2 separate regions of the Mus musculus genome follow, and region 2 is linked to region 1. The links are chromatin contacts, called in public HiChIP or PLAC-seq maps. All regions are on one chromosome and are shown on one strand. Each heading gives the region's core, a stretch centred on a gene start, on an enhancer-like site or on the middle of the called end of the contact. The rest is flanking DNA. Distances are from core to core; before and after follow the strand shown. Region 1 holds the start of Klhl2 (kelch-like 2, Mayven). Region 2 holds the start of Apela (apelin receptor early endogenous ligand).

Region 1 (4,321 bases), core at 460-2,959:
TTCTGTACCAGGCTTACCTTTTGCTAGTGAGCTTGTATGTGCTTCACATCCACTTTCTCATCCGACTTTTGCTTTATAAAGCAGGAACTTTTCTTATGGCTCAGACAGATCCATCACGAATCCTAAGGAAGTATTATTAGTGATGGATCTGTCTGAGCCATAAGGAAGTCATCATGCAGGCCCTCCGCATGGCAAATCAGTAATGGCCTAACGATGCAGAGATATTAATCACGGCAAGGCATATTTTCTTTATTAAAACAAGTCACCACTGAGCACCCTTTCTTGGCCTCCTGAGTGCGGGGATTATAAGCACACACCAACACTTTTGCAATTATTTTATTTAAGTACTTATTGGCAGTGCTAGGGATGGAGCCTTGTGCTCCCTCAGGCAAGCACTCCGTTCGTGTGATGCTGGAGTGGCCCAGGGATCATGTCTTGGTCTTTTCTGTAGCTACATTACAGAGCTTATTTCAACTAGTCTTGTGACTGTACATACGATCTACATGGGTCAACTTCCAAATTTAAGTTCACTCCGGACGCTACTTCTCCTGAAGCCTAATCCATCGGAATTCTTACTGAGCACTTTATCATCTAGAATCTGACCACTTCTTTCAATCCCTCTGACTCCAGTTCAGCCATCTTTCTTTTGTATTTTGGCTAGACTAAACTTGCCTGCTCCCTTCCCTCCGCGAGTGTATCACTTATACAACTAACGGTAACCATTTGGCCAGTAATGGTCTAGTACTGCCTCAGTTACAGTAAGTAGAGAGTCTCAGACCTTGCCTTCCTTCAAGCCTGGAATCCTGGCTCTACCCCGAGGGTGCCTAGACAGTAAGTTTGGAGTGGAACTGAAGAATTCCCATCTCTAAGTTCCCAGGTGTTTCTTCCGCTAGCAGGCATTGGTGGAGAATTCGGAACCCTCCTGCCTTTTCTCAATGTGACAGGCATCTTGCTGACAGGGATCTTCACTGATTTTGCCTTAGCCCTGGACATTCACCCACCCCTTGAGTGGTTCAAGGTTCATGTTAATTCATCTTTGTTTAACTGATACCCCAAGAGGCCTTCCGGACCGTTCCTCATCAAACAGCACGCCCTATCTCACCGCCGTTTCTTCTTCTTCCCAGTGGACATCCTGGGCTCATTGTTTCTCTTATCACGTCCAGATGGGCAGCTAGCTAAGCTAAACGACCCACGTTTGCTCAGTCACGTCCCCAAGCTCAGCCTAGCAGGTGCTCAACTCAGTTGTCCAAGGACCAGATTAGGAACACCCAGGAAAGACGCCCGCTAGCTTCGGGCTTGGGACACTGGTCAGGCCGATCTATCTCGTCTTGCCTCGGTTTCCCCCTTCGGAAAGGCAGTGAATGGTCTGCCCTCCCCCGCATCCCCACGGGGGTGGGGGAGGCACTCGGACGCCAAGACAAGGATGTGAACACACCGGTGAATCAGAGCAAGCGGTGCACCGGAGAGCACCCCTTCCGCGCGAGCCCTCCCCGCCTCCGAGCTCCCAGCCTCGGCCCCGGGTCTACTCCCTCCCCCGCGGGCGCGCGCTCGCCCGTCCGCCCGCCGCCTCCTCCTCCAGACGCCGCGGAGGAAGGGGCGGCGCCGAGGGAGGGGTCCCTCCGCCGCGGGAGGCCGCAGCGCCCGCCCGTCACGGCGCCGGCGCCGGCCGGGAGAACCCGGAAGTGGCCGAGCAGCACGCTCGCCCGCTCGCCTGTCCCGCCGCCGCCGCCGCCGCCGTCGCCGCCCGGCACTCGGGGGAGCGCGGGAGCCGCGCCAGGCACACGAGCGCGCGGGGCCGACGGGCCATGGCCGCGGGGGCCGCCGCCGCAGGTGGTGGCGCGCGGTGAGGAGCGCTGCGCCCCCTCGGGGCGGATGGAACGGGGCTGGGCGGGCGGACAGTGCCGGCGTCCGCGGCTGGTATGGTGCTGGCGGCGGCGGTCGCTGCCTGCGTTCTGAAGCCCGCGAGGAGCCACAATGGAGACGCCGCCACTGCCTCCCGCGTGAGTGAGCGGGCGCCCGGGCGCGCGGCGGAGGGCTGTACGGTTGCGGAGGGCGCGCGGCGCTGCGGAGGACACGCCGCGATCGCGGGGGGTGGCGGGCGAGGGGAGGCGCGGGGCGTGACGGGGCGCGGCGCCCGCAGTCCGGGGGGCGACCGCGGGACCGGACTCTGCCAGGCCGGCCGGCCGTGGGTAGGGGCTTCTTAGTCCCGGGGCGAATTGAACGTTCGGGATGGAGCTGTGCGTGGGGCTTGGCGGGGTGTGCGCGCGCGGGGAGTGGTGGTGGTGGTGGTGGTGGGCTACGATCGCCCTGTCGGTACCCCACCTCCCCCCTCCCCGGAATGCATGGGCTGCTGCTGCCCATCTCGCCTACCCCTTGCTAGTAGGGAGCGAGAGGAAACTGGAAAGTACCAGACGCCTGGAGTCTAAAATGAATGCAATCTGAGGTTGCTTGCTTCTTGGAATTTCTAATAAAATTAATATCCAAGGAGCTTTTACATCACTCCAAATGAGCTGCGGCCGTTTTAGGGCATGTGATCTCCTACCTGGCACTGCAGAAAATCTTTTATCCAGAAATCAGAGCATCTCTCGTTCCCTTGGTACCCGGGGCACGTTGGTAGTGTTACCGACCTGTTAGGCACAGGTGTCTTTTTTCCTTGGTGCCCAAGTGCATTCAAGATCACCTGCAACAAAATTACTTTCTAGAAATAAGAGCTTTAAAGAAAAAAATCATGTGGAAGATGTTATTCTGTACAAGGATTTTTGTTTTTTGAAAAAGTGGCCTGTAAATCTTCGGGAGTTTGAACGTTTCGTCCTCCCCACCCCCACTCCCACCCCACGCCACCTTCATCAGTTTAACCTTTATGAAGGAGTACAGAGTCCTTTGGATCTGACTTTCAAACCGCAGACAAACCTCTCTCCAAAAAGGGTGAACCTTTTCATTCGATCTGATTCATGGAACCTTATCGGTTTTCAATGAGATTCGGCTAGCCAGTTTCCTTCTATCACCGTTGTCGTCACCAGCCTCTTGTGCCTATTTGGCAGGATTCCAGCTAAAATAAGGATATTTGGTTTGGGCTGAACATTTCTTTTTCTTGTTCTTTTTGTATTTTGTATTTTGAGTCCTTTTATGAGATCACATGGGATGATAGATCCACAGTTTCTGTATGTGCAGTGTTTTGAGCTTGAGTGGAACAGGTCGTGGGGATCTGAAGAGTGGGTGAGTCTTGGCTTGCCCCTTCTGGGCTCATAGAAATGATAGAAAAAGCAAGGGATCAGATGCTTTGCAGATGGTGGCAGCTTTGAGGCTCTGATCTGCTCACGCTCCCCAGAAGGTTGGGAAAGCTTCCTGAGCCCCCTGGGAAACATGTTAGCAGCCCCCCCACCCCCCACCTTGGAAGCAGAGTGAACTGGAGAGAACCAGGGGACCTTAGGATGAAGGTTCAGAAGAAAAAAAGATGGGTGTGGAAAACAGACCCTAGAGCAAGCCAAGGCATAGAAAATGGTTTAAGTCGGAAAACTGAATAAGATGAGCAGCTCTGTTCTTTTGCTATTGTTGCTTCGATTGTAGTTCTGGAACTAGATTGGAGGCTTGAGGTAGTGGAGGAATCCCGGGGTGCTGAGGAGGAAACAGTTGTAGCCTTGCAGTCGCTGGAAAGCTGCTAAGACCTCTGCATTGTTTGTGTGCACTTAATTAAAGCTACAAAGACATTTAATTTGCATTGGGTAGGTCCAAGACTCAAGCCCTCTTCTAGAGCCTGTGCTCTTGCTGCTTAGGTGTCTATGGATTAGACACACAGGTCTTGGCTTCCTACCCTCTGGCTTCTTTGTGTCTGTTTCCTTTAACTCCCTTTTACCTTGGGTCATGCTGTCTGCTGTAAGCAATTGCAGGTGAGGTCTTTGGGGTGGGGGTGGGGAGTTGTTTGCTGGGGCTTCCTGGCTAGAGCTAGGTTAGGAGCACTCACTGGGAGCACTCACCTCTTTTTAAGCACTGAGTGTTAGCCTGAGCTTCAAGGCAAAGAGAGACGTTTGACCTGGACTTAAAGGGCCTTAGGTAATAGGATGGAAGCAGACTCAGAATTCTCTTGTGTGTCTGTGTAGTAATTCATTCAGTGTGCAAATTCTTGGATGCCTGTCTCTGCCTGGCACTTTTCATGATGCTTGTCTGGGCTTCTGTTCTAAGAGTCAAGGCTGCATTGTTCTCTGGTCTCACCCTTCTTCCCTTAGGCTGTCTTGGAGGGTTGGTAGGCATCTCTGCCTGCATTCTTAGTTCCTCATTTTGATTTCTGCCTTTTCCACTCTGCCTCCAACTTTTTCTCATCTTC
Region 2 (4,321 bases), core at 1,027-3,526, 190 kb before region 1:
TTCGAACATTAAAGAAGAAACTAGAACAAAACGGCTGAAAACTCAGATCATGGAATTGACCCTATCCACTCTTCTTTCTTAGCTATCAATTCCTTCATCAAGGAAGCAGGGAGAATAATAAATACTTTAACTACTTTGATCTCTCTTCCCTCCCTCCCTCCCTCTCCTCCTCCCCTTTCCTCTTCATCCTCCTCTTCTGGGCAGTTTCCAAGACTTAGACCTTGCCTGTCTTATCCTTTTGTTCCCCTTAAACTCTAATAAAATGATCCTTGAGCTTCCTTTTATCCATTCTACTTTAAAATTCTTTTATTGATCAGGCTAAGAATTCATGAAAGGGAACCCCAGTTTCTCCAGAAAGAACAGGGTCTCTCTATAATCTAAGCTGGCCTGGAACTCCCTATATAGTCCAGAATGGCTTCAAACTCATCAATAACAGCCTGGACTCTGTCTCCTAGGTGTTGGGCCACCACACATGAGAATTTCCCTTAAATCAACACTTGCTGTTTAGCTAAGGCCATTATTTCAACTATAAAAGACTATACTAGGGCTTAAAATACAGCTTGGTCGTTAAGAGTACTTACTACTCTTCCTGACGGTATGAACTGTGTTCTCTGTACCAGTGTCAGGGGATCCAACGCCCTCTTCTTACCTCCTTGGACAGACACACACACACACACATACACACAGTTCTTTGTTTTTGTTTTTGGTGGGGTTTTTTGGTGTTTGTTTCTTGTTTTGAGACAGCATTTCTCTGTGTAGACTTGGCTGTCCTGGAACTTGCTCTGCAGACCAAGCTGGCCTCAGATTCTCAGATTAACCTGCCTCTGCCTCCTGAATACTGGGATTAAAGGTGTGTGCTACCACATCTGGCTTATACCTTAAAATTTCTTTTAAAAACAAACAAAAAGCCCAACAACAATAACTATAAAACAGGTCTGGAGAAATGGCTCAGCAGTTAAGAGCAGGTGCTGCTCTGTCAGGGGACCTGAGTTCATTCCAGCACACACACAGGGGCTCACTACTGCCTGTAACTACAGCTCAGGGGACCTGATGTCCTCTTCTGGACTCTGTGGGCACTGCATACGCACGGTGCTCAGACATACATGCAGGTAAATAAATAAATAAATAAATAAAATCTATCTATCTATCTATCTATCTATCTATCTATCTTCTATCATCTATTTTTGAGATAGGGTTACTCTCTTATATAGCCTTGGCTGTACCAGTACTTGCTATGTAGACCAGGCTGTCCTGGAACTCACAGAGATATGCCTGCCTATGTCTTTTGAGTGCTGGGATTAAAGATAGGTGCCACCACATTTAATAATTAAATAATTAAAAAAAATTTTTTTAAGAATTTTTTAAAGTTCTGTATAATCTGGAATAGCTAGGCAGATATGGAATTGTACAGACTAATTTGTAAAATCAAAATAATTTTTGCATTTCAAACCTTAAGAAGCCCAAGATTGTGTGTGACCACCACCTGACTTTAAAGATGCCAAAATGGAACAAAATTCCTGACAATTCACAACCGCTTACATGTGCTTGGGTCTACTTATCTGTCAGAGTATAGCTACATAGCCTTCTTCATTAGAATAATTACAATACTTCTCAGATCCAACAGTCTTGTATTACAGGTAAGAAAGCCCTCAGACAGGAGATGCGGGTGGATGTGCAAGACAAAAACTAGACTCCTTTTGTTTCTTCTGACTGTTTAGAAACCAGCTACAACATTCTTTCTCCATCTGCAATCTGGTCTCCGTGCCGGTGACGTTTACCTGACACGCCACCACTTACAAGTTTACAGCAGAGCATTTTATGTCTGTGGCTTGCCTGAACTCCCTTTGAAAAACTCTTGAATGTTTGCAGATGAAAATGACCTTCATCACTTCTTAAATTGCACTTAAATGAAAAGATAAACATTTCACAGATTTACTTCTGAACCTTCTAAACTCCAGGAATCTCTGATGGTGGGAACCCACACACATTAAGCCATTTGGAGATTTAATATAAATAGGCGCTACTTTGTAGTAACTCTGGCAAAGAGGAAGCGCTCCAACCCAGAGTCCATACAAAGCATTTGGGAATCCCTCAGTTAGAGCTCTAGCATTCCTTCTGCAAGAGGACACAAGGGAGACTTCCCGTCCTCTCCACTGCTTCCTGCATGTGGGATCAATATGGGCAATGCAAAGCTTAAACAGATTGCAATGGAGGGGAGCGGAGGCAGGCAATGCTTCGTTTTGCATAGTTCTTCGTAAACAGATTGAATTGGAGTGACTCTCCTTGGAGCTTTGCAGAGACTTCCCGCTTAAGTTACTGCGTGCCTGAATGGTCCATTTCACCAATATTTGCTTATGGAAATAAGGGGGAGTGGCAGGGAGCCGCGGAGAGGGATGGAGGAGGGGCTTGAGGCTTGGGAGCTCTGGAGTACCAGTAACCTTGTCTGATGTGATCATTAACCTTTTCAGGAAAAGGCAGCTGGCAGCCCTCTGAGTTCTGGCCATAGGATGTGGGGTGAGCCGGACAGATACTGCGATTTACAGACGATTTCTCTACTTGAAGAGCTATTGTTCACTTGCGTGTAAGAAAAAAGAAAAACAAAAGGAAAGAAAAAGAAGAAAAGAAAAAAGAGAAAGAAAAGAAAAGATGCGATTCCAGCCCCTTTTTTGGGTATTTTTTATTTTTGCCATGAGTCTCCTTTTTATCAGTGAACAGAAACCAGGTAGGTTTTTGAAATAACTGGCTAGGGTAACTTGTTTGTTTGCCTGTTTGTGCTTCTGGGTCTCTAAATGTGCTTATGCTGAGAACTATTTGGGTATACTTACAGTTAATAGGACTGAGGAAAATATATAGGATTTCTGAAGTACATTTAGCAATCTCATTGTGGGATACTATTTGGACATTTTAAAATATTGTTATGTATTTTACAATTATTTTTCCAAGAAAATAATTCTCAAAACTATTATCCATACAAGTAAATAGATGGGAGAATGTTGGTCTACTAATAAACCTAGATTTTTTTTTAGGTAACATGCAAAATCTAAGCAGATTATCAAGAGAGCATGCATGTTGCTGATTGGAGGAGGGCATTGTAAGTTGAGGTAGCCAAAATCATGATGTAACAATGTAAAATGATAAAACTGGCCCACTGACTGCCTGCCATCTCTGGTTATTTAATTACACAAGACAAGGTTTTGTTTATTTGTTTGTTTATTACTGTTTGGTTTTTTTATCATTATGACGTTTAAGGCAAAACTGTAAAAGGTATGTTGTCAGCGTTAAGTTTTCTGACACATAAAGTTGAAGGGTCAAGTTTCAACCAAAAGATGACAATAGTCATTATCCAAGGGTGTCAGTACAGACGTGATAAAATGTTCCTTTAGTTAGACGGAAGATGGAGTGTCTTGGCTGAAAAGTCAGCCGCTGCTTTTAATTAGGACTTTGATTGCTCTGAGGTTATTCAAATCATTCTTTTTACATACATAAGGGGAAAAAAAGTTACAAGGTCCTTCTTTACTGCCTATAGTAATCGCTACTCAATCCAAAAAATAAAATTCGGATCTCTAGTTTTCTAAAATATAGAGTATCCTGGACGGTGTTCTTGTAAAACAACTTACATTAATTCCTTAAAGAAGTGTGAGAATTGGGTGTAAGAAATATGTCCAGAAGGCTGCCACGGCCGAGGTCTTACTGCCAACACGGGCAGAAGGAATGTACCTGCGTGTCTGTGTAGCCAAGTGATTTGTTTACCGCTTAATCTCGGATGAAGGGATAACAAACGACCTCAGAACGGTTTTGCTGTGCAGATGCTGCCCCTTTCTCCTTTTTAAAACTGACCTTATTTCTCCTTTCTTCAGTTAACTTTCCCAGGAGAAGAAAACTATACAGACACAACTGCTTTCGCAGGAGATGCATTCCACTTCATTCTCGAGTGCCCTTCCCATGAGGTATTCCTGTCCCCGCGCCCCCGCCCCGCCCCGCCCCCGCCCCCCCCCCCGCGCCTTCCCCCTCCCCTTTTGCCCCCGCCCTCCCGCCTCCCCCCTGCGCCCTCGCCCTCGAGCTTCCCCCACCAACTCCCCCTGACCCAACTCAGCTACACACAGGTAGCCCTAGTTTGTGACGGTATCATGACTTACAGTGATGTAAAAGTGTAAGAGTTGCACGCATCACGCCTGGAAGAGTGAAAGGAAGAAGAGGAGATAGATAATGTGAAGATACCGATGGCTGTTGAGTCCGGATGATAGTTATATGAAGCCAAACACTGTACACGTTTGAGAACTTTAACAATTTAAAGAAAATCAAGCTGTGGGAGGATGTAATT

The links. HiChIP or PLAC-seq counts read pairs in DNA pulled down with a chosen protein or histone mark.
Region 2: a contact with region 1 is called in an H3K4me3 HiChIP or PLAC-seq map of embryonic stem cells, with 5 times the contacts expected there. The contact joins the promoter of Apela here to the promoter of Klhl2 in region 1. A contact is called at or near these places in 2 of 115 datasets of contacts at active chromatin or transcription factors (embryonic stem cells and extraembryonic endoderm stem cells).

Annotation. Positions count from the first base shown.
Region 1 is chr8:64,847,312-64,851,632 of GRCm38.p6, reverse strand. Klhl2 (kelch-like 2, Mayven) reads left to right here and starts at 1,709. Exons shown (of 15, transcript NM_178633.3): 1 at 1,709-2,000. The coding sequence starts at 1,975.
Region 2 is chr8:65,035,291-65,039,611 of GRCm38.p6, reverse strand. Apela (apelin receptor early endogenous ligand) reads left to right here and starts at 2,276. Exons shown (of 4, transcript NM_001297554.1): 1 at 2,276-2,331; 2 at 2,469-2,722; 3 at 3,858-3,947. The coding sequence starts at 2,647. The coding sequence ends at 3,946.